2 separate regions of the Mus musculus genome follow, and region 1 is linked to region 2. The links are chromatin contacts, called in public HiCAR-type maps. All regions are on one chromosome and are shown on one strand. The core of a region is the stretch at or near the end of the contact, and the rest is flanking DNA. Distances in the headings are between cores, read along the strand shown.

What was found. HiCAR-type assays count read pairs that join an accessible place to other places.
Region 1: a contact with region 2 is called in a HiCAR-type map of astrocytes, with 4 times the contacts expected there. The contact joins two enhancer-like sites. A contact is called at or near these places in 1 of 39 promoter capture datasets (hippocampal neurons) and 1 of 115 datasets of contacts at active chromatin or transcription factors (astrocytes).

Annotation. Positions count from the first base shown.
Region 1 is chr17:91,083,370-91,089,703 of GRCm38.p6, reverse strand. Nrxn1 (neurexin I) reads left to right here. Exons shown (of 23, transcript NM_020252.3): 2 at 99-1,749. The coding sequence starts at 978. Among named protein-coding and RNA genes, the nearest start is that of Nrxn1, 6.3 kb to the left of the region's middle. Within about 2 kb of position 3,098, at least 17 of the 459 cell types and tissues checked have an H3K27ac peak or open chromatin away from gene starts, as enhancers often do. A contact at or near this core is called in astrocytes, where this site is marked.
Region 2 is chr17:88,760,892-88,767,229 of GRCm38.p6, reverse strand. Lhcgr (luteinizing hormone/choriogonadotropin receptor) reads left to right here. Exons shown (of 11, transcript NM_013582.3): 5 at 2,008-2,082; 6 at 2,171-2,248. Among named protein-coding and RNA genes, the nearest start is that of Lhcgr, 28 kb to the left of the region's middle. Within about 2 kb of position 2,994, at least 47 of the 459 cell types and tissues checked have an H3K27ac peak or open chromatin away from gene starts, as enhancers often do. A contact at or near this core is called in astrocytes, where this site is marked.

The DNA.
Region 1 (6,334 bases), core at 1,849-4,348, 2.3 Mb before region 2:
AAAACCACTGTTTATTTACCTGCTTTCCTAGCTGAGTAATGATTTGTATAATACTATAAATAACTACAGGCCCTAATTCTTATTTCAATTTTCTACAGATTTCTGAGTTCTTATAAACGTCAAAATAAAATCAAAATGCATCACCAACATACAACCAACTGACATGCTGGAGTCTTAGGGTGGCCTTGCAGAGACAGAAAAAAGAAGAGTTTGAGGGATTGATTTCACCATCTAACAGCTTCTGGCTACTTCACAGCAGGGTTTGAGACCTACCTACAGGGCTCCTAAACATAAAGCGAATCAGCCTGGGAGGGCATGCACAGGAAATTTGGCCTTGGCTTTAGTGGTGCTGGAAGCCCATGATATGACAGAAGTAGGCCTCTGAAGCTATTCTGGTGTCTCACTCTGTCCTTTCTCCTTCTGTGCTTGGAGCCAACATCTGGAGGGGCCTCGAGGCCTGCCAAGCAGCCAAAGATCCTGGCTCAGTGTTGACTTCGTGTTCCTCTCCGAGAAAAGTGTGTTTCTTCCGATTCTGCTCTCCTACTGCTGGCACCGCGCCGGTGGTACTTTGAAGGTTTTGGTCCTGGGATAGTTGAAGTACCTGTTGGTGCCACAGATGCCCTCACTTAAACATCATCGGATGCAAATGGATCAGTGATCGCTCTTGAGCCTCGGTGGCCCTCTTTTTCAGAACGTTGCCTCCAAAGTGTATCCCCCCTTTGGCCTGGAAGTTCTGCAGCTATCCCATAGGACTGGGGTCTCCGCTTTCCAGTTGGAAGGAGACTACTGGGAGAGAGGAAGGGGCTGCTGGAAGAGAAGAAGAAGGAAAAAAGAGCTGAAGGAGGGTGCGCCCCTCCCACTGCCGCCTCCCCCCTCCCTCCCACTCCTCTGCGGACCCCCATTTCTCTGTGAAGGTGTCCAGGACCGCTTCGACCCTGTCGCCCCCGGCTCCCCCCCGCCGCACCCCAGCCCCGAGCATGGGGACGGCGCTGGTCCAGCGCGGGGGCTGCTGTCTCCTCTGCCTGTCGCTGCTGCTGCTGGGCTGCTGGGCAGAGCTGGGCAGCGGGCTGGAGTTCCCGGGCGCCGAGGGCCAGTGGACGCGCTTCCCCAAGTGGAACGCGTGCTGCGAGAGCGAGATGAGCTTCCAGCTGAAGACGCGCAGTGCCCGCGGCCTCGTGCTCTACTTCGACGACGAGGGCTTCTGCGACTTCCTCGAGCTCATCCTGACGCGCGGCGGCCGCCTGCAGCTCAGCTTCTCCATCTTCTGCGCCGAGCCCGCCACGCTGTTGGCCGACACGCCGGTCAACGACGGCGCCTGGCACAGCGTGCGCATCCGCCGCCAGTTCCGCAACACCACGCTCTACATCGACCGCGCCGAGGCCAAGTGGGTGGAGGTCAAGTCCAAGCGCAGGGACATGACGGTGTTCAGCGGGCTCTTCGTGGGCGGCCTGCCACCCGAACTGCGCGCCGCGGCCCTCAAGCTCACGCTGGCCTCGGTGCGCGAGCGCGAGCCCTTCAAGGGCTGGATCCGTGACGTCCGGGTCAACTCGTCACAGGCCCTGCCGGTGGACGGCGGCGAGGTCAAGCTGGACGACGAGCCTCCCAACAGCGGTGGCGGGAGCCCATGCGAGGCGGGCGAAGAAGGCGAGGGCGGCGTGTGCCTCAACGGGGGCGTGTGCTCCGTGGTCGACGACCAGGCCGTATGCGACTGCTCGAGGACCGGCTTCCGTGGCAAGGACTGCAGCCAAGGTAAGGCCTGCCCGACCCCGCGGAGCCTCGGCCTGGGCTGGGAGGGAGGCCGGTGCATGGGGCCTTCCTCCTCCGGAAGCCTCTGGGTGAAGGCCTGTCCCTCCCCACCATGCTGCCTCCGTCTGCAGCCTCTTAGGGGGCACACCGACTACATCTCCAGAGGGAGGCCGTGTCCATGTGACCTCCTCCCAAAGGACAAAATCCCGCAGCGGAACATTGGCAGGTCCCTGTAAATCCTTTGGCCACTGCCTACCTAAATGGTCCTCTACTGCCCTGTACCATCAGTAGCCATAGTATCCAGACATTGACTATAAGGTTGTTGACAACTGTCCAGAACATGTGTTTGACTGAACATGTGTTTGGTGAGAAAACTAGATGGAGAGTGAGCAGCTGTGGGCTTGCAGTAGAGCTGTCCATATGGTTACTGGTCACAGCACACTCGACAGGCCATAGGGCCCGGGTGCCTTTGCAAATCCAAGACCTGACCCTGGTGTGGAAGAGAGATTTTTTCTTGACGAACAGGAGGCTTTTTAGAAACTATTGTTTCCCATGGTTCTGTCCCAATCCCAAATTTGTCATATTTAAGAAGAATTTTCTGATTTCTTTGGTTTCTTCAAGTGTGAGATAGCTCAGCTACCATTGAGGAATGTTAGAGATGAGACAATGTATTCCTTGATTAACAAGTGCTTGGTAACAAAATAGAACAGTTTATGTGTTGCTGGATCAGGAAGATTAAACAGGATGCATGTGAGCCATGGTAGGAGATTTTTCCAAGGATAGTCAGCTGATGACGTTCATCTAAGTAGCAGAAGTCGAATTGTTTCTGTGGTCCTTAAGGGCTTAAAATAAACAAAGTACATCTAAGCATTATCTTCACCACTTTACATCTAAAATTCTGTTTTCTATGTATCTCTTCCATGTTATTTATTTACTCATTTATTTATTCATTTATTCATTTATTTATTATGACAGTGACCAAGGAAAATATAATTGTATGACTACAGGAAAACCTCTAAACAGAAAGTGGTATTCCTAGGATGAAACATGAATGTGTTAGAGGCTAAGCAGGATGGGTGGCTTGGTACGTTCCATTAGGTAAAATCAGGGCAGCCAGTGCCCTTATAGTTGTAGTGCAAAGATAAATTATTTTTTCTGACTTGAAAAGACTGGGACAAAAAGCTCTGTGTGGCTGTATTTTATTGTGTAATGTATGGTATTGTTTTTGTTTTTCTTGGTTTTGTTTCTTTCTTACTTTTTAAATTTTGGCTGATACTGTTGAGAGAAGCAAGCCTTTGTAATTCTTATTAGACTTGGCAGCTCTCTCTTTTGGCCTTAAAAGAAAGGAAGACATGATGAAATTTGTAACAGCTTAAACAGCAAAGGGACTTAGTTAGAGGGGAAAAATGTTATTCAGGAGTGGTCTGTAGCTTCCATGGGAACAGTGATGGGTTGGCCAAGAATTATTAACTACGCTTTGTTTTCATATGGGTTTGTGTTAGGTATTTTGGTATAAGGAGTTAGAGATGACCCTGTGTCCCACACTATACTTTCAGCTCTGCTGGTGAATTTCCATGAACATAAAATCAGATTTCATGTTTTTAAAAAAATGACACAGAACAATTCTTTTCCTCTACCAAATCTAGCTGACTTGTAAATCATGACTATGATAACTATAAGAGATCAATTCAGTTGTACAACTTGAAGCTGCCTACATTTATACTGATTAATAGAGAATGGCAAATATTATTTTTATGGAAAAAAAATACTTCTCTAGGCATCCTAATTCCACTTTAAATGATAAAGAAGGCAACTTAATGAAATATAACTTTCTTTCTTAAATTAAGAAACAAACATGACACAATGACAGCTTGTACTGTGTGGGAGAGTGTTTTAAATGAATTTTAAAAATATTTCTATGCATTTTAATGTAGGGAACCAAGGATCATGCATAATCAGAAACAGTTAAGAGTGAAGAAAGCCTGCAAAAAAAGTGATGTTAAAAAGAAACAGAAAAAGATGCATCCAAAATACATTTTGTTTTGGCAAAGGCATAGCTATTTCTGTAAGGTGCATGATTTGAAATTAAGAGGAGGAATATTGGGACATTATAATATCTGATGCCTAAGAAAACTCATCCCAAGGAAGTCAGTCCATCAGCATTGTTCTGAACATTCATTCATTTTGAAAATTTAAGCTGAAAGAGAATACACTCACCATGGCAGGAAAACAAAAGGCTGAATTCCTTTCATTGTTAGAGAAATGGGAGGTGGAATGACTATGGCATAGTCTGTCTTCCCAGAAGTATTGGCTTGGCTTGGCTTATTTTCTCTGTTTCATGTATGTCAAGTGACTATTGAATAATTAATTGGAATGGATGCCTCTCCCAACACCAATCATGCATGACAACTGGGGGAGATGATTTCTATTCAGATCAAGTGTAAACAAAGCTCTGTCTGCATTCAGTATTTACCCTGATTACTACGTTCTCTATAAACCCAATTAAAAAACATAAATAAATATTCCTTACAGACCGTGTTCAGGAAATATTACAGTTAAGCTAATATTAAGCACAAAGTTAAAGCATATCAGTCACTACAATCCTTTTATACTTAGTTTTGGAATTTCATTTTATTGTAGTGGCCTTCTATTTGAAACAATTAAGAATAAAAATATGGTAACGATATCTAGTGATAACAATCTGGTTCTATCCTCCCCATCTAGAATGTCTGATATAATCTGTACCTATGACTTCCCAGAATATTTTTGTTGAATGAGTTCTGTTTCATCCTTGCTGTATTTACGTGGCTTAATAAGATTTATTGATTTTTCTACATGATTATGTACTGTTGGAGAGAAAACACCAGAAAAGTTATGCTTTGTGCTCAGGTTAATGACAGAGCCTAGAACAGATCATAATCACCTTATTTCCAAATCATGTTTTTTTTCTCATGTACTAAGTTTTACATCCTTCAGGTTTATTCTCTCTCCCTCTCCCTCTCCCTCTCCCTCTCCCTCTCCCTCTCCCCCTCCCCCTCCCCCCCTCCCCCTCCCCCTCCCTCTCCCCCTCCCCCTCCCACTCCCCCCCCTCTCTCTCTCTCTGTGTGTGTGTGTGTGTGTGTGTATGTGTGTGTGTGTGGTGGGAGGAGGATTAAGGTGTTTTCCAAAGAACAAAGATTCATATAAAACGACCACAGAAACTGATATCTTATGCACCATTGATGTTTCTGACTCTGAACATTAGCCTCAGAACTCAACTACTTAACAATGTCACCCTTCTTGAATGATGGATGCTTATGGGGCACATAGTTTTTTCCATTGGATTATACTCATCTAAGTGCGTCAGTGTCATTATTATTTTATAAGTTCCTACTTAAGCATAGTGATAGATTTCTAGGAGCTTCAAAAACTTAGAGAACTTCATGACCACCAATCTTAAAATTAAGGATAAAATGACAATCAATAAGACAGTAAATTGTATCTGTGATCCCCAGATCTAAGTAAGTTCTAGACATTTTAGGATCACATGTTAAAATTTCAAACTAGGTTGTGATTCTATTTTCTTTCAGTTTTCTTACTTAAATTAATATAAAGACACATTATTGCTTAATATAATTGGGCATGGCAGTGTGGTAAATAAATGTCTTTAGTGAAGTACTGCTTCAATTAGATCTTTTATGTAATTTATTGAAACCAGAGATTTGATGATACATTCATATATGTGATAATACATCTTTCTTTTATATAAAGAATAGATTGACTGCTTTGCACATCCCAGAGCATTAGGCTTATGCAATGTAATAGTGAGTACACTTAGAAGTAGATCTTACCTCATCAGCCATCCTATATTCTACTGAGGAGTCATACTATTATATATTATATATATGTGTGTATGTTTATGAGTCTAAAATAGGGACATATTTATTAAAATGGCTACAAGATGTGTGGAATTTTAAAAGGTGAACCTCATCCACGATCCCCTTGAGGTGTGGTCATTAAACTTAAAGCTGAAGTGTGAGAGGTACTTGCTGGGTAAACATGGAAAGACGTAGTTGAGGGAAACTCAGAGGTACTGAAATCTGTATAGAATGTGGCACAGTCCATGCCACTTGCAGGAGCCCTCTTTGAATGAAACTCTCAGTCCATATTCAAGAACATAGTAGAGACAGGCCTTGCCTAGGTTTGCTGAACTATTCAAATATTTTAAGCTTCATAGACACAAGAATAGAGCACAGGAGATGAAAATGGCAGCCTCAAATTTCTGTTTTACTAATGATATGTTTATGAAACAGATTGAAAGGGGCCAAAGGAAATTAAAACTCAATTATGTTTGTCACTCAGCAGCAGTTGTTAAGCACCCACAATAAGATGTAGCCCAAACTATTAGAGAAAGTGGAGGGGAAAGGTGCTTGACTGGAATCCTTCAAATCATAAGCATGTCTTAAGCAACTTGGAATCTTCGAGGGCTTAGTTGGGTATAGAGAGTTAAGTTCATTTATTATTTAGGACACTGTTATCCACTTGTAAAATCATGATCCTAACTGTATAAATTATCAGTGTGTTTCTCTTGGCTATTCCAATGAATGCC
Region 2 (6,338 bases), core at 1,745-4,244:
ACATCTTGGGGGAGAGGGGAGATGGGCATCTGTGAAACTGAATGTGATCAAAATGTTGAAAGTCATTTGGGGGGATTTGTTTATAAGATTTTGTTTCCACGTTTTTAGTGTGTGTGTGTGTGTGTGTAGGTTTGTACAGGCGTGGAGTGCCCACAATGGACAGCAGAGGGCGCAGGACGCTCTGGAGCTTAAGTTACAGGCAGTCGTGAGCTGCTGTGTGGGTCCTGGGAACTGAACTCTGGTCACCTCCGAGAGCAGCAGGCATTCTTAACTACTCACCACTGAGCCATCTCTGCAGCACCCTGAAAAAGGTTTTGGACCAATAGTCAATACTGTGTTTGCCTGTCTCTCCTTGTTAGCCTTCTGGTTTAAATGTAATCAGTACTCCTTGTTTTTACTATTCTGGGAGTTTTTATACACATATAAGGGGCTCCCCACATCCCCTCTGCCCCACACACCAGAGGAGAGCACTGTCCCCTTTGCAGTGGGTTTCATAATTAAATATACCAAGGTTACTGGCTAGCATGACAAATGGAGTCCCACCATAGTCTGACAGCAACCAGCCCTACCAGCAATGTAGGATTCCTAAAATTCACTACAGTCTTAGCTGTGTTGGCAGTGAGTCTTCCCCCGTAGCAAGTCATCCCTACCACACAGAAAAGTTTACACCCTCCTCACAGAGACACCCTTCTCTCTACTTCTTGGTAAACTAAGTTTCAGGAATCCCCAGGGGAGTACCACTTTCACCACCATCTAAACAAAATGAAAAAAGAAAGAGGGGATGAGGAAGGGGCCTGTCTGTGATGACGCATACAGCCAGTCTTGTTCCGAGGAGCCATGCAGAGAGAAAGGGCCTGTCTGTTATGATCTACACAGTCAGTCTTGTTCCAAGGAGCCATGCAGAAGCTGCAGCTAGCTGTCGTATATAATTCTCTATGGATAATTGTAAACCCAAGATGTTTCCCAACCTCCAAGATACCTTGGACACATAAACATCCACCACTTTAGAAGGCATTAAGGATAACCCAGACCCAAATTTGACCAGCACGGCCTCTTATTAGCCAATTGACTTTCATAAATAGCATTTAATCCCAAAATGTGGGACTCCCCAATTCAAGTCCAGACTACATTCTGAACCTCCTGCTAACCCTAGTGTAGACAAGGCAGGAATTGACTCTGAACACCTTTATCCCTGTACCATATTCATTCCTATGAATTAACAGTAACATGGAGATGATCAAGCCCAGAGAGAAACCTGCTGGGGGTCATTGTCATCAGAGAGCCAGGTAGCTCCTATCAGTTGTCTAGAGCACATGTCTACTGGGCTTAAAACTCCACTGGCAGAAGTCCAGAGCCTGCATGCCTCTGACAGAGTCTCACTCTTATAACGAAGTGTTCTTCAATTTCAACTGTCACATGAGTTGCTCTCTCCTTTAGAGGTTAAATAAGAAGCAGAAGCCTTGAGTGTCTCCATCCACAAAAAAGAATGTTCAATGGTTTCAATGAGATACTAGGAAGAACTTCCTGAACCACAAAGTAGATAAGTAAAGTTTCTAATAATGAAGGGTATAGGTTTCTCAAAACATTAATCTTCCTGCAACGATTGAGTTAAAACCTGCCCAAAAGGAGAAAGTTCCTTTCTGGAACTATCTGTAGTATGGAGCACAGTCGTTATCAGGAGGGAATGAACTGCAATCCAACAGGAAAATGCAATGGCTTTAAAGGAAGACTGACTGGAAATGCAAAGCCAAAACACCCAGAAGCACGGTCTCAGCCCTAAACCTCTAAAGAGGAGCCCTTACGGGGACCTCTCCTAGCCATGGAGCCCTTTCAGTTCTGATGGTCTTCACCAGCTAAAAGTGTAACTCAGAAAGCCAAATGCAATATTCTAAAGTTTCATGTGAAAGCGGTGTCTGCCAAGTGCCTTCCTGTTCTCCTCTGTATTCATAACGTAACGATAATCGCTTATACTCTCTGCCCGCATCACCACCCTGCCCTGAATCGCAGGAGCATCTGTAACACAGGCATCCGGACCCTCCCAGATGTTTCGAAGATCTCTTCCTCTGAATTTAATTTCATTCTGTAAGTATCAGGCTGATTGCTATGCGTAACCATTTCCTATTTGCATCTAAAATTTGGGAAGTAAATATTTCTCATTTCTTTCCCCAAGGGAAATCTGTGATAACTTATACATAACCACCATACCAGGGAACGCTTTCCAAGGGATGAATAATGAGTCCATCACGCTGTGAGTACAACCTCTGGATTCTTGCTCTGCCACACAAGCTGCTGCAACTCTCACTTCTAGTCTGAGGTCAGCGTTAGGCTCTGTGATTCACCACATCCCTTAGTCTCTGATGACTTAATCTAGACTGCTGACTGTGGAAGTTGTATGGGACAGCTGCTGGGCCATATGCTAGCATGACAACAAACTGCTGGGTCCGGAGGATGGGCAACATTGACATCCTGTGGGTGAAGTTCTTCCTGCTCAAGGGTAACTCTTGGAGGCTGGACCTTTATTCAAAGATCAAAATATAAAACTGCTAGCAATTTAGACCTAAACTTAATGAGGAATCAAGAATTACCCCCTCATTGGGTATGGGAATTTAATGGAGATGGAGCCAAACAGGAGTGGGAGGGTGTAGACCTTCAAGACATGTTGGGACAGTTCATGGGGAACTGTGAGCTCCTAGAGAGCCTTTCCCATGGACAGGATTCTGCATGTATGCAAAAGAGCTGCGTAGTATTGGTTTCGCAGGGCTATTGCCTGGTGTTGGATGTGATTGTAAGAGAAACAGTGCACACCAGTAGGGTGTAATTGCCCCTCCTCTGAAGCTAATGGGAACCCCAGACTCCGCTCTGCCCAGAGTGCTCTTGGGCCATTGTGTTCCATGTCCCTCCCAGTTCTCGGCCCTGCATCTCACAGGGGTGTGATTAGTCATTTGCTCAGCACTTGTTCTCAGTTGAATGGGCCCTTGTGTAAGTGAAGGGTCATGTGGAGCACCCTGCTGGATAAAGGGTATTATACTTGCTGAGGAAAGCCTTATTTTCCCAGCTATACAGTTCAACTCCTTAATTAGAAAATAATGAAAGCAAGCCTTCTCTTTTCATTATTAGCTGGATTTGTGATTTTGCTCTTGATGGAACCAGTCTGGCCCACCTCCACCCAGATCTTTACCAACTGTGAGCTCATTTAATGAAAACAAAACACCTCTCGTGGTACAGGAAAGGCTCTGAGGGGATAAGGTTAAAACTATGCATTATTCTTGTATGTCCCTTCACAGCCACTGTGGCTTTTCATTACATCTCAAGAGGCCACCTTGACATGTCCCAACCCACTCAACCTGCCCCCCAGGGAGCAGCACTTAGCTGTGCAACTTTTAAAATAATCTGGATGCTGATGGGTTCAGCCAATCACACAAAACAAACAGCCTTGACCATCACTTGAACTCCTCAGGTTAGGAGAAGGTCATGCCAATTGTTTTTCCTAAGATCCTGTAAAATATGACCAGATTTATGACGGCACCCATGACACACCACAGTACAAAGGCAACTGGACACCTCAGTGTTAGTCTCAGATCCAAACACAGCCAACCAAGCAGTGTCAGTCCGGTTGAGCCCAGGCCCCATCTCTATTCAGTGGGATTAGTGACGCCTCCTTTCACAGATATAAGTACCCTCACACTATGTCAACCACATAGTTATCACAATTGCCACAATTATCCACAATTAACACTTCAAACTAACAACCCGGAGCAAGTCAGTTGGGTGAGACCATCTCCAGCAGTTTGGGTTTTGTTAATGCTGTTCTAGTGACAAAACACTCTGAGCAAAAGCAATGGGGCGGGGGGAGGACGGTTTATTTTCTTACACTTCCTGTTATCAGTCTTTTACTAAGGGAACTCAAAGCAACAGAGATGGAGGGATGAAGTGTGATGACTTATTCTCTGGCTCATTCCCAGGCCTGTGCCCCACCAGCTTTCTTCCTCAGCCCAGGTTTCGGGATGGTGCTGCCAACAATGGGCATTGCCCTCTCATATCAATCATCAGTCAAGACAATGCCCCATAAATGTGCCCACAGACGGGTCTGATCTAGGCAATTCCTCATTTGAGCTTTTCCCTTCCCGGGTATTCTACTTTGCTTTGTATTGCTGTGAAACGCCATAACTCGGGAAGGAAGAAGTTTATTTGACTTACACATCCCAATCACGGTCAGGCTATGAGGGAAGTCAGGACAGAAACTGGAGAAGTAAATTAGTTTAGGATTCCATTCATGCATTTCCCTTCCATGCCTCCTCTCCTCCTGGGAGGTCCCTCTGCTTTGTTCTGCTATGCTCAGTTCTGGATCCCTCAAGGAGCTCAAGCAAGTTGTCTGAGTTCATCTGCCTGCATTGCTGGGACTAGATTCAGCCCAAATATTGCCACAGGAGCACTGTGGGGGCCATGTCATCAACCAAGCAGTACATCTTGTCACACTGTCTCAGCACTCGGCCACTGCTTAAGAGTGATCTATCATATGTACGTTCTTTTTGTTCTTCCCAAGTCAACCGTATTGATTCTTTGAGTTGTGACATGCCATTGGCCAAACCTTTAGCACCTGTTGTTTCTTAAGACTGACAAAGAGAATTACACAGTGATTATGCGTCCATCTCATCATTTTTCTGTACTTACTAACCAATACTTCTCATTTTAAATGAGGCTTCCTTTGCTGTCGTCGTTTCTCCTGCATGCTCTCCCTTGTTCTCTCTGCCTGTTTTTTTTTTTAAGTATTACTTGAAATGTGGATTTCTCAAAACTGTATCTGCCACATTAGAATCCATTACTGTCACCTCTCTTTATGAAACCTGCCATCTTCTTTAACGTGGCATATGGTAAAGTCACGTAACTTGACATGCACTTGACTGAGGTAGGGGAGCATGCAAACAGATCGGGCCTGCTGAAAGACAGGCAGCTCAGGCAGCTCAGAGCCTGGGAGAATCATAGAAACCGAGAACCCAGATTATAACAATCAGGTTCACAGCAGCACACGTGAGTCAGACAGCAGCAGGTACCCACACAACCCCTGCCAGGACACGTGCTGAAAATGAACTTTGTCTACAATGACTTACTCAGCTAAAGGAACCCCAGCCATATAGGAGACAAAGGGTAAGTGTGGTATCCCACTTTAGGATGCTTTCCTATGCTCATTTGGTTTAATAGAAAGAAAAACAGGAAGGGAAGGAGGAAAGTTGTGTACACGTCTTCCACCAGCAAGCAGAGACCTAAAATGCCAGGCGTTGTCTATCCACAAACATAATCTCTCTTCTCTTCTTTGAAATCAGCCAAAAGCTAGGTGGCCACATGATCCAAGAGAATGTCTAACATTGTTAATATAAGCCCGGAAGCACTGTACAGCACCCCAGAATTACTCAAGGGGGTAGTGACATTTAGAAGTACAGCATCATCTGTAATTAATTTCTAACTCCTGAATCTTACTTGGAATGAAAAGATGCCATCCTCTCTGTTTGATTTGCAATTACTGATATCTGAACAGACAATGCCTACAAGTGTGGGGATGCCACTGTGACAGAGAAGCAGGGAGACCTTTGTCTCATCTCTGTTCCAAGGAAGCCCCCCTCCTTATCTGAAGCGACTCTCCAGATGTTTTCAAAGGCTGTGAGGGCGAGGGCGCTGTGCGAGCCTGACAGCATGACGCCTCCCACTCATGTCCGCAGGTTCTCCAAACCAACGAATCTATTCTTTTAATCAAGGCAAGACTTTGTGTACTGCTGAACACAGTACACTGAGAAGAGAGAGCACTTGCTGCTGCAAGGGAAACAGGGAGCCACAGTCCAGAAAATTCCACCAAGCATGACCCAGATTATTCAAAAATAAAAACAAGAAATGCATGACAGTAGCCCTGACAGAGGGGAACTAAGGCCAACCCAGTGAGTGCACTGGAGACGCAGTCCAGGCCAGTGGGCCTACTTTGCAGAATCAGAAAGGCCCCACTACAGTGGAGGGAAGTAACAACTCAGTTCAACATGGGCCTAGAGCTCAGAGAAATCCTGTCCAAGTCTTGTAAAGAGACCCCCTTTCTCTCTGCTCCATTCAGGGGGCTGGAGACCACTGCATTGGTTGAGTTCCAGAATGTACTTCTAAGTGATTGATATGTTTACTCACGACAGCTTTAAAATGATGATACTATTACTATTATCCCTATTTGGGGATGAAGAAATTGAGGCATGAAAGGTTAAGTCACGTATCCAAAGTAATTCGGCTTTGAAGCAACGTGGGATGGGAGAGCCCAGACAGCTGGGTTCAGTGCCTGCACACTTGACCACAAATCTACTGTGCCG